2 separate regions of the Sus scrofa genome follow, and region 2 is linked to region 1. The links are chromatin contacts, called in public Hi-C maps. All regions are on one chromosome and are shown on one strand. Each heading gives the region's core, a stretch centred on a gene start, on an enhancer-like site or on the middle of the called end of the contact. The rest is flanking DNA. Distances are from core to core; before and after follow the strand shown. Region 1 holds the start of BBS10 (Bardet-Biedl syndrome 10 protein). Region 2 holds the start of PHLDA1 (pleckstrin homology-like domain family A member 1).

What was found. Hi-C and Micro-C count contacts between places; a contact is called where the count stands out from the background.
Region 2: a contact with region 1 is called in a Hi-C map of embryonic fibroblasts, with 8 times the contacts expected there. The contact joins the promoter of PHLDA1 here to the promoter of BBS10 in region 1. A contact is called at or near these places in 3 of 5 promoter capture datasets (fetal liver and liver), 10 of 47 Hi-C or Micro-C datasets (alveolar macrophages, embryonic fibroblasts, fetal skeletal muscle and 6 more) and 2 of 2 datasets of contacts at active chromatin or transcription factors (alveolar macrophages and skeletal muscle).

Annotation. Positions count from the first base shown.
Region 1 is chr5:39,563,773-39,568,662 of Sscrofa11.1, reverse strand. It overlaps BBS10 (Bardet-Biedl syndrome 10 protein), which reads left to right and starts at 2,313. Exons shown (of 2, transcript XM_003481665.4): 1 at 2,313-2,583; 2 at 3,014-4,890. The coding sequence starts at 2,399. OSBPL8 (oxysterol-binding protein-related protein 8) reads left to right here. Exons shown (of 23, transcript XM_005655647.3): 23 at 1-522.
Region 2 is chr5:39,317,939-39,323,321 of Sscrofa11.1, reverse strand. PHLDA1 (pleckstrin homology-like domain family A member 1) reads left to right here and starts at 4,009. Exons shown (of 2, transcript XM_021092050.1): 1 at 4,009-5,383.

The DNA of each region.
Region 1 (4,890 bases), core at 1,064-3,563:
TTTAGAAGAGCCACAAGAAACCCATGACAAAATGAATGTGAATATACTTTCTAAAATATTTAGAAGATTTCTTTCCACATTTATCATGTAAAATTACTTTAGTATTACATACAATATTGAAATTTATTTAAAGAAAAAAATGCCATGAAACATTTGAACTGATGAGCAACAGAACGTCAGTTGAAAATTTTCACTTTTTAGCATGCTGACTGTAAATCTAAGTTAAATATCCTATTTAAAGGCCATTTATAAATTCAAACACTACCACTGGTCAGTTTTATAAAATAGAATAAAATATGTTATCTGCGGTGTAAGTACAGCACACTGTCAAATTCTTTTCCTTAAGGTGCACAGTAAATGTACAGATAGTCATAGGCAACTGTTTTGTAATGTATTAACTACATTTTTAATCTGTTATTCCTAATCTATTGTTTGCAGAGATAAAACAATTGAATTTTTCTAATCTGTAAGATGATGCTAACTTCAACAAGTAGGCATTCTAAATAAAATTTTTAAAAAAAATCAAACTGTAACAAAATGACTTTGAATATAACATATGGTGATTAAATTACTTAATTTTTTACTTAAAAATAATTTGGGGGGGAGTAGTTGTGAAGGATGCTGAAGGGCTTGGAAGGGATTTAATAGGTAGATTCCCTAATGTATGCTTTACCCAATGCTCTAGATTCATTCTTCTTGAATATTCACAATGACTTTCAGGTAAGTGGGGATTAGATTTTATAGATGAAGAATCTGAGGCTCAGAGAAGTTAAAATGATTCCAAAAGCTGTATCATAAGACTGGGTTGAGCCCAGGTTTGAGTCTATGTCTGACTTCACTGTCCATTCTCTTTCCACTGGGTACTTTAATACAACTCCGATCAAAACACCTGACTTTAAATGCTTGACTTTAAACACACTGATCAAATCTGTGTACTGAGTAACTCATTTGTAATGTGTAAGAAAAAAAGAACCTTGCTATTACACAAGCTTATGTACAAAACCCCTCAAATTATCTACTAGTCTATGAGTCAATATCACACAGGTTCCAAGAAATCACTCCTCTCTAGTTTTCCTCTTTTCATCCATTATCCTCCCCTCCCACATTTGCTCTCCTCAGGATCTGGTTGCTCCTGGTTAATAGTCAGTTGGTTCTGTCTTATTAGGGAAAAGGGGAGGTTTCTCCTGTCCTATGTATGGGAATAAGAGGTAGGGAAAACAGATCCTCACTGTTCAATCTCAATGAAACATCTATAGTGTAAATAATTTTCTTAATAATATTGACCACACTCTAATAGGTGTCCTGTGTTATGATAATCGACCCTTTTGCACCTTAAAAAACATCCCTTTCTTACGGAGATAGTGAACCCCTTCAGTGATGGCACGGCACAGCAGTTTGTTGAACATACTGTTAATATTTGAGACACCAAACAAAAACAAAAAGAATGCTTTGTAAACATTCTCGCCCTCCTCAAAACTTTGAGTTTTACATATCACCATTTTTTTTGAGAAGTGGACACAAAAGAATGTCACAGATGAGTAAATGGCACAGCAAACCCAGGTCTAAATCTCAAGCCCATGTTCTTAACTATTTCATCCTTAAGAGAGAAGGTGTATCTTAGTATGCGAAACGGTATGTTCTTTCTGCTCAACAGGATTTTTTTTTTTTTTCCTGTCGTCGAATTGTGTCCAGGCATCTTGGGTCAATGCGTTTTTAAAGCATATTATTGATTACCAATGTGGCTAAGTCTTCACATACAACACTTCTGCTAAAGAAAAAGTAAATTGTGGTAACTAGGGTTTCATAGTGATACCTAAGCCCAGGTAATGTGGTAAAGCCCCCTTCTGAATGCCTGCAGCTCCTGACTGTGGCCAGGCCCTCCCCATCTGTCTTGCATCAGTAAAGAACCGCTGATGGAGTGTGTGGACATGGTATGCGCTAGTCCAAGGCAGAGGTTTTGTTACCAAACAACTTTTGTCGGGAGTTGGGAACGAGCAGAGTTCTAGCTGCAGAGCCCAGCCCCTCAAGGACCGTGTCGAGTCCTTGAGAGGAAGTTTCCTGGGAAACGGAGGGAACAGGTGGCAGCTGCAGCCTCTGGAGAATGAATTCACGTAGGGAGCTAGGGAAGGGCCTGCGGCTTTCTCTCCAGCCAGCTCTAAAGTCCCGACCTCTTCTCTGACCTCGCGCGCTACCGACGATAGCTCCTACCGGGAGAAACGCGGGTCTTTACCGCAGAGCTGGCGAAAAAATGGACGCTCGCCCAACCCAGAGGCCGCCCGGCCATGACTTCCGGCCTCCTCCCCGCCCCTTCCGCTTCCGGCTGCACCCCGCTCAGCTCCCTCCTGGATGTGTCCGGGTTCCGCTCCGGCGACCTGGAGCCGCCGGAACCTGAAAGGCTATGGCTGTTGTGGGTTCTGTGAGGGCGGCATTGCAGGTGGCCGAAGTGTTAGAAACCATCGTGAGCTGCTGCTTGGGGCCCGAAGGGCGGCAGATTCTGTGTACGAAGCCCACTGGCGAGGTGCTGCTCAGCCGGGACGGAGGCCTCCTCCTGAAGGCGCTGCATTTAGAGCATCCCATAGCCAGGTACGCTCCAGCCGGTTAGAGCATCTCGTAATCAGGTACTCACGTCCCACACTCCAGCCCATAGATGGGCATTCCAGGCCATCTCCCTGAACTTCTTGTCCCTGAGGTTATGCTCCTGAAAAAACTGACCTTAAATGAGACCACTGTACCCTCAGCGTTTGAGCGTTGCTCAAGAAAACATTCCCAGACTTAAGATCTTAACAGCTGCCGAGAACATTTCTCACTGCTTTCCCTCCAGCTCGACCCAACCCTAGAATCTTGAAATAGAACAAAGCAACCTAAAAAAGGAAAAAAGGAAAACTAAGTATATCAAAGGGACAGTATTCTCATTTTATGCCTGTAGCTGTAAAAACAAGATTTCAACTGTTATTCAGATGTAGGGAGGCAGCCTTCTGAAAATCTGAGTTGCTTTATTTCTTTTTTTGTACAGGATGATGGTGGCATGTGTTTCCAGTCATCTAAGAAAAACAGGAGATGGTGCTAAAACATTTATTATCTTTCTTTGCCACTTACTCAGAGAATTCCATGCAATCACAGACAAAGAAAAGGATTCTTTATTTTTCAAAAATATTCAAACCCATGGAAGGCATTGGAAAAATTGTTGTCAGTGGAAATTTATTTCCCAAGCTCTTCTAACATTTCAGACACAAGTATTAGACTATGTTATGGATCATTACTTAAGTAGACACTTTTTGTCCATCTTTTCTTCATCCACTAAAAAGAGAACATTGTGTAGAAGTTCTTTAGAGATGCTCTTAGAAGCATTTTTTTGTGGAAGAGTGGGAAGAAATAATCACACCTTTATTTCACAGTTGATGTGTGACTACTTTTTCAACTGTATGTCCTGTGAAAGTGAATTTGAAGAAGTATTTGAGTTAGTCGATGACTGTTTTGTTGAGTTGAAAGTTGGTGTCACCGGCCTTCCTGTTTCCGATTCCAGGATCATAGCTGGGCTTGTGCTTCACAGAGACTTTTCTGTATACTGTCCAGCAGATGGTGACATAAGAATAGTGATAGTAACTGAAACCATTCAGCCTCTTTTTTCAACTTCTGGATCAGAGTTTATTCTAAATTCAGAACAACAGTTTCAGACATCTCAGTTTTGGATTAAAGAAAAGACAAAAGCAATAGTGAAACATTTACAGAGTGAGAATGTAAGATTGCTCCTATCTAGTGTGAAGCAACCAGACTTAGTAATTTATTATGCAAGACTGAATGGCATATCCGTGGTGGAGTGTTTATCATCTGAAGAACTTTCTCTTATCCAGAAGGTCACTGGTATTGCTCCCTTTGTACTACCACAGGCCTCTTCACAGTATGAAATCTCTAATACTGCTTTGGTGAAATTTTGTAAGCCCCTTATCCTTAGATCCAAAAGGTATGTTCATCTTGGCTTGATTAGCACATGTTCATTTATACCACACTGTATAGTACTTTGTGGACCAGTGCAAGGTCTTGTTGAACAACATGAGGGTGCTCTACATGGAGCATTTAAAATGCTTCGGCAGTTATTTAAAGACCTTAATCTAAATTATGTGACACGAGCAAGTGACCAAAATTGTACATCAAGTACTAATGTTTATAAGAATAGTAGAGAAAGAAATCAGTTATCAGAAATTGTTAACAGCTCAGTTCAAAGGCCATATCAGGGCACAGTTGTAAAGAATGAAGATGAACTGGCAAAAACTCATTCATATTCAAAAGTATGTTCAAATTTGGTAGTTCCAGGTATAGAATTAGAAACATACATACCATGTTCAATACCGGAAGTGATGCCAGCAAATACATACCAGACAGATGAAACATTGAGATATTTATCTCCAGACAAAGCCAAGATAATCGATGACCATGAACCATTTATTGAGAGTGATTCTGCTAACTCAAGAACAGAAAATACTAGGATAGAAATTTCCTTTGAAAATGTACAGGTCACAAAAATTGCTGAAAAGAGGAGTATATTACCAGTGAGATATAAGTCATTAGAAATGAGTGCTTCCCAGAGTTACTGTTTCTCATGTATACCAGCTGGTTGTGTTTTGCCAGTGGGTGGTAATTTTGAGATCTTACTGCATTACTATCTTCTCAACTATGCCAAAAAATTCCAGCAATCAGAGGAAACCATGGTTAGTATCATAATAGCTAATGCACTATTAGGCATTCCCAAAACCTTGTATAAGTCTAAGAAAGGAAATAAATGTTTCCCACAAATATATACAAGAGCTCTCCATGCACTGCAAACCAATCAACCCATGGTAAGCAATCCAGCAGGTTTGGAATCAGTTGCTGGTAAATACCAGTTACTAACTT
Region 2 (5,383 bases), core at 2,760-5,259, 250 kb after region 1:
GAAACAAAAATGGCTGAATGTTATAATTTCTGACTGTTAAAGGACAGTGATTATTAGTTTGTAGTCATGAGTTGTATGGTGATTTTGATTTTGTCTCTAACTTGGGGATTTTCTTTTCCTAATTTAGGTTTAGAGGCAGTGTGGAAGCTTGCCATAAAAAGGCTTCCCCAGTTCTGTCTTTGATAAAAAGCCTTCTTCCACCTTTCTGGACCCGGCTACCCTACAGAATTTTTTAAATTCCATTTCTTTTGCTCTTTGGTTTTCTTGTCAGTTACCCTGTGACACACCCATCGTGCTCCAATCCTTGTTATACAAACCTGAGTTCCACTTCTAAAGTAACCTTGCCATTTCCTGCAGCCCCCAAGCAAGTTTATACCATTTGTTTCCCTTCGTTTTAACTTTTGGAAAGAATTATCTACACTCCCTACTTTTATTTTTTCCTCTAATGCCGAAAAAAGGCCTTTGCTCTTTCACTGATTTACTCACTTAAAAAATATATCATGGAGATCCCGTCGTGGCGCAGTGGTTAACGAATCCGACTAGGAACCATGAGGTTGCGGGTTCGGTCCCTGCCCTTGCTCAGTGGGTTAAGGATCCGGCGTTGCCGTGAGCTGTGGTGTAGGTTGCAGACGCGGCTCGGATCCCGCGTTGCTGTGGCTCTGGCCCGTGAGCTGTGGTGTAGGTTGCAGACGCGGCTCGGATCCCGCGTTGCTGTGGCTCTGGCGTAGGCCGGTGGCTACAGCTCCGATTCGACCCCTAGCCTGGGAACCTTCATATGCCACGGGAGCGGCCCAAAAAAATAGCAAAAAGGCAAAAACAAACAAACAAAAAAAATTGCCAAAAAAAAAATATATCAATAATGATCAAACCGAAGTCTGTTCTTTCAGACTATGTGCTATGTTGTGATTGAAGACTGGAAGAGGGAGTTGCCCCTGTAATCCAGTCCCTGAAGTGAAGAGATTTGCCCACTGGCTATCCATCAGAAACTCCAGTTGCAAACAACAGGAGCATTATTCCTAGTTTGAGTAGAAGTGGATTTAGGCTAAAAGGTGCTTGTGGGCTCTTAATGGAGGGCAGAGGCTGAGATGCTGATCTGCTAGGGCAGTGCTCAAAGTTCAGGGCTTCCACTGTCACTGTGAGAATGCCTGGTGTTTCTCTGCTGCCACCCTTGATGATGACTCAGAAGTCAGTGTCAATATAATATTGCTTGCTTGCATACAGTGTCTCATGTTCTGAATTTAGTGCTTTTAATGTACCACCAGATTCTCCTGAACCCAGTTAACTTGCTGACCATTTTTAGCAAAATGTCTTTAGTGTGCCTCCCCTGTTTTGAAGGTCAGTGTATTTTCAGACAGAACTGACATTTAGCCTTCAGTTTAAGCACTCAGTTAGCAATCAGCAATCAGCATCATTACTAACATTACTAACATCATTACTAGGTACTAACATTACTAGGTACTAACATTACTAGATACTAACATTACTAACATCATTACTAGGTACAATGATGAAAACACTTAACTCCTGATCCATTTGGAAGTAGTGCAATATGATTTGGAATTACTCAGCCAAAAGAAAGCTAAGAGGTGGAATTTAAGGTGGACTTTGAAAAATGAAAGGTTACAGAGGTCTTGGAAAAGCTAAGACGGCACAAGTAGGTAAGTGATAGAGCTCACTTAGGGTTGAGCAGAAGGAAAGTCTAAATTGTAAAGGCAAGTCGAGCTTTATTATTCTGTGGAGGGTTTTCCATGCCAGATTAAGGAGTTAGAATATGCAGTAGGAGGAGACTGAAATTTTTCTGTCACATTTTAGGAATAGAAGTAGCAAGGCAGTGTGTTGGGTGGTATGGACTCAAGTGGTTGGACTGTTACAAAAGTGTGAATGACAGAAAAGAGAACATAAATTAGGCTATTGGCAGAATAGAAAGGACAGACAGCTGATTGGCAGTGCTTGATCTAGGGTTGTATTAACAGTTTTTTAAACATTTCGATAGAGCACCTAAGACCCTTTACTATTCTGAATTGCTCTAAGCTGTGTTATACAAATTGATCACTAGGAGGCACAGTTGATCAACATAAGGTGAAAAGGAAGGCAGCTAAAAGGACACATGTGAAACCTGGATAGTTCTGTATTCAGTTCAAGAGAGTTAACTTTTTCAACTAGGCATTTTGGAAATAAGCTCTTTAAAAAAGTATTTTTACTAAGTAGTATTTTAGGAAATGAAGAGTTGAATGGTGAAGAACATTGCAGTCTGGATGGACCTTTATGCACTGTTGAGGGTGACCTGACTTGTATTTTCATGGATTATTGGGCTTTTAACTGTTTCTTTTAGATATTTGAACTTTATCCAAATCTTTCAAGATGGTCTTTTTTCATGAGTTCCTACTGTATATTGCAAATTATGATGTTTATAGGTTAAGCAATTTATAATCTTATAATCAAGTCGTAAATGAAAGTGAACACAATAACTTTCTAAATTCTGTTAAATGTCTTTAAGCCAGTGTTGATTAATGGACTTCTAAGCAAATATCTGACTAACTGCCAACTAAGAGAAACTGCTAGCAATTCAGTTCCATGTGTAGTTTCTTATTTTTTAAAAAATTACTCTTACAAGCAAGCAATGGGATGATACTTAAATACCTATTGTATGTTGCTCAGAAAAAGAAAGGTTTATAGCACTTATTTTACATAGCATTTATAAAATATAATAGCGTTTAAAGTTCAGAGAGGTCTAACATATATAGTAGTTAATCCATTTTTTAAAGTATACCAAATATAAATAATAAGACAAGTTTCAGAAGTTTTTTTTTTTATGAAGTCCTGTTATAGTTTGAAAAAAATTTAAAGTAGGATGCATGATGAAAAATCTGTTAAAAGTATTCAAAGACATTTGATTTTTTTTTTTTTAATGACAGATTCAGGCTTTTGAGTCCATTTAAAATTTCTACATATGTTAGGCTCCTACTCTGTGCTAGGAAATTTATTAGGTGTTTGGGATACAACAAAACAGTGATCTTTGCCATCTTAAAAGAGCTTGCATTCTACAAGAGTGGAAACAGAAATATAAGCAAAAGGCATTATAAATTATTCGGTATGTTAGGAGGTAATACATGCTATGGGAAAAGTTAAGGGAAATTGGATGGTTGCAATTTTAGACTGATTAGCAAAGGTCTCATTGAGCAAAGACTTGAAGAAAGTGATTGAGATGACAAAGAGATTGTAATATAGATGGTAAGACAACAAGGATAGAGTCGAGGCAAAGCCCTTGCAGTAATTCAGGGGAGAGATGAGGTGATTTGGATCAGGGCGGTAATGAAGGAAGTTGAGAGAAATGGACAGAATATAGATATAGTTTGAAGACATAACTGATGGGATTTCTTGACTCAACTGGCAAGTGAGTAAAGGATTATTGTAAGGTAGGCGTCCTTCTAAACATTTGTAGTTCTGGGGCAAGAGTACAATGGAGACACCAATGATTAAATATTTTAAAGCCTTGTGAAATGAAAATGCACCCAACACTACTCTCTTGACAAATAAATCTTCATAAGTGCCTGGAACAGGTTTGATTTCAGATCCTTAAAAGTCCTATGCCAGAAACTTCTTGTGAGAAAGCTGATCCTTTGCCCATGTCTCACCTTCCTTCTCTTCCCATCCTTGCCTCTGAATTAAATGGCAAGAGGCCTTCTGCACATTTGTGTGGACATCCTAGCCTATATGTTCAAAATCAGTGGTGATATAACACACTTTGAAATAGCCAAAATTATTTAGGCAGGGTATTTGGAATCCTGAATAACTGAAATGTAGTCTAGAAAGAGTATGAGTTCCAGATAGACACGTAGTATTGGTTCTTCTAAAGCTCGTGGCCTCCACAGGCTTGTTTTTGGTTTTTGGTTTTTAGTTTTGGCTGCACCCATGGTATTTGTAAGTTCCCGAACTAGGGATGCAACTGCACCACTGCAGTGACAATGCTGGGTCCTTAACCAGGAAACCTCTCTCTCTCTCTCTCTCTTTTTTTTTTTTTTTTTTTTTTTTTGCTTTTTAGGGCTGAATCTGCAGCATATGGGAGGTCCCAGGCTAAGGGTTGAATTGGAGCTGCAGCTGCCAGCCTACACCACAGCCACAGCAACATAGGATCAGGAGCTGCATCTGTGACCTACACCACAACTCACAGTAGTGCCTGATCCTTAACCCACTGAACTAGGCCAGGGATGGAACCTGCATCCTCATGGATACCAGTTGGACCCGTAACCCCATCAGCCATAACGGGAACTCCCTTGGCTTGTTTTAAGAGCAGTACCACTCCAAGAATTTTGGTTTTGGCCTGAGCAGCTGTACAGATAAAATTGCTACCAACTGAGAGGCTGCAGGTAGGTAGAACAGGTCAGGGTGAGGAGGTAAATTTGGGAGTGCATATATTTGAGTTCTCTGTCAGATACCCAAATAGTACTGTAGGGAAAGGGTAAAGGAGACAATTCAATTTACAGTAACAAGTGACCTGGAATATATAACAACTGAAGGCTGTTTTTTTTACTGCAGCCGTTCTAACCATGATCTTTGCCTCCAGATCCTTACTGAACCACTTCTATCTAGGAATTTGTTTCAACCAATCTTATATAAGCCTATGGACTCCATCCTATTGGCATGCTTTCTTTAAATTTTTTATTTAAGCAAAAGTTCTATGAACCCTGTTTTCTATGAAAAACCCCTCAGATTTTCTCCTCTAGTGAACTACTCAGCAGTATATGTGCCCTTGCCTGGCATGTTAATATTATTATTTTTTAACTTTGGTGGTCTTTGTTTTATTCTTTGACAACAAGCAGTTGGATAAATTTGGGAGTCTTGGGCATATAGCTGTTATTGAAAAGGATAAGACTGGATGCAATCAAGGATAAGACTGGATGCGATCAACAAAGGAGTGAGTGTAGATAAGAAGAGAACCAAGGACTCAAAGATTAAAAGGTTGAGAAGAGGAGGAACCTGTAGAGGAGAGAGACTGACCAGGAAAGTGGAAGGAAAACTAGGTGATACCTTGAAGTCAGTGAAGAACTGTATCCAAGAGATGATCAGCCATGTCAGATGCTCCCAACAGACATCTTTATCTGGCAGGCCCTACCTAATAGGCTTTCCAGACTTTTTTCCAAAGCAATGATTTGTTAGTGAATTTTCTAAACTTTAGTAATTTTTAAGTGACGTTTGTAGGTTTTCAGTATATACAACTGAAGTTGTGGGGTTTTTTTAGGGAAACAGTTATTTCCTGCAATTTGCTTTCTGTGGATTTATTTGTCTTTAAAAAATGGTAGTGTGGTCATTTTTGTGAGTTGGTGGTGACTGGTGAAATTGAGAACAAAATTGTCATCAATCTACAAGATTCCTGCGCTGAGAT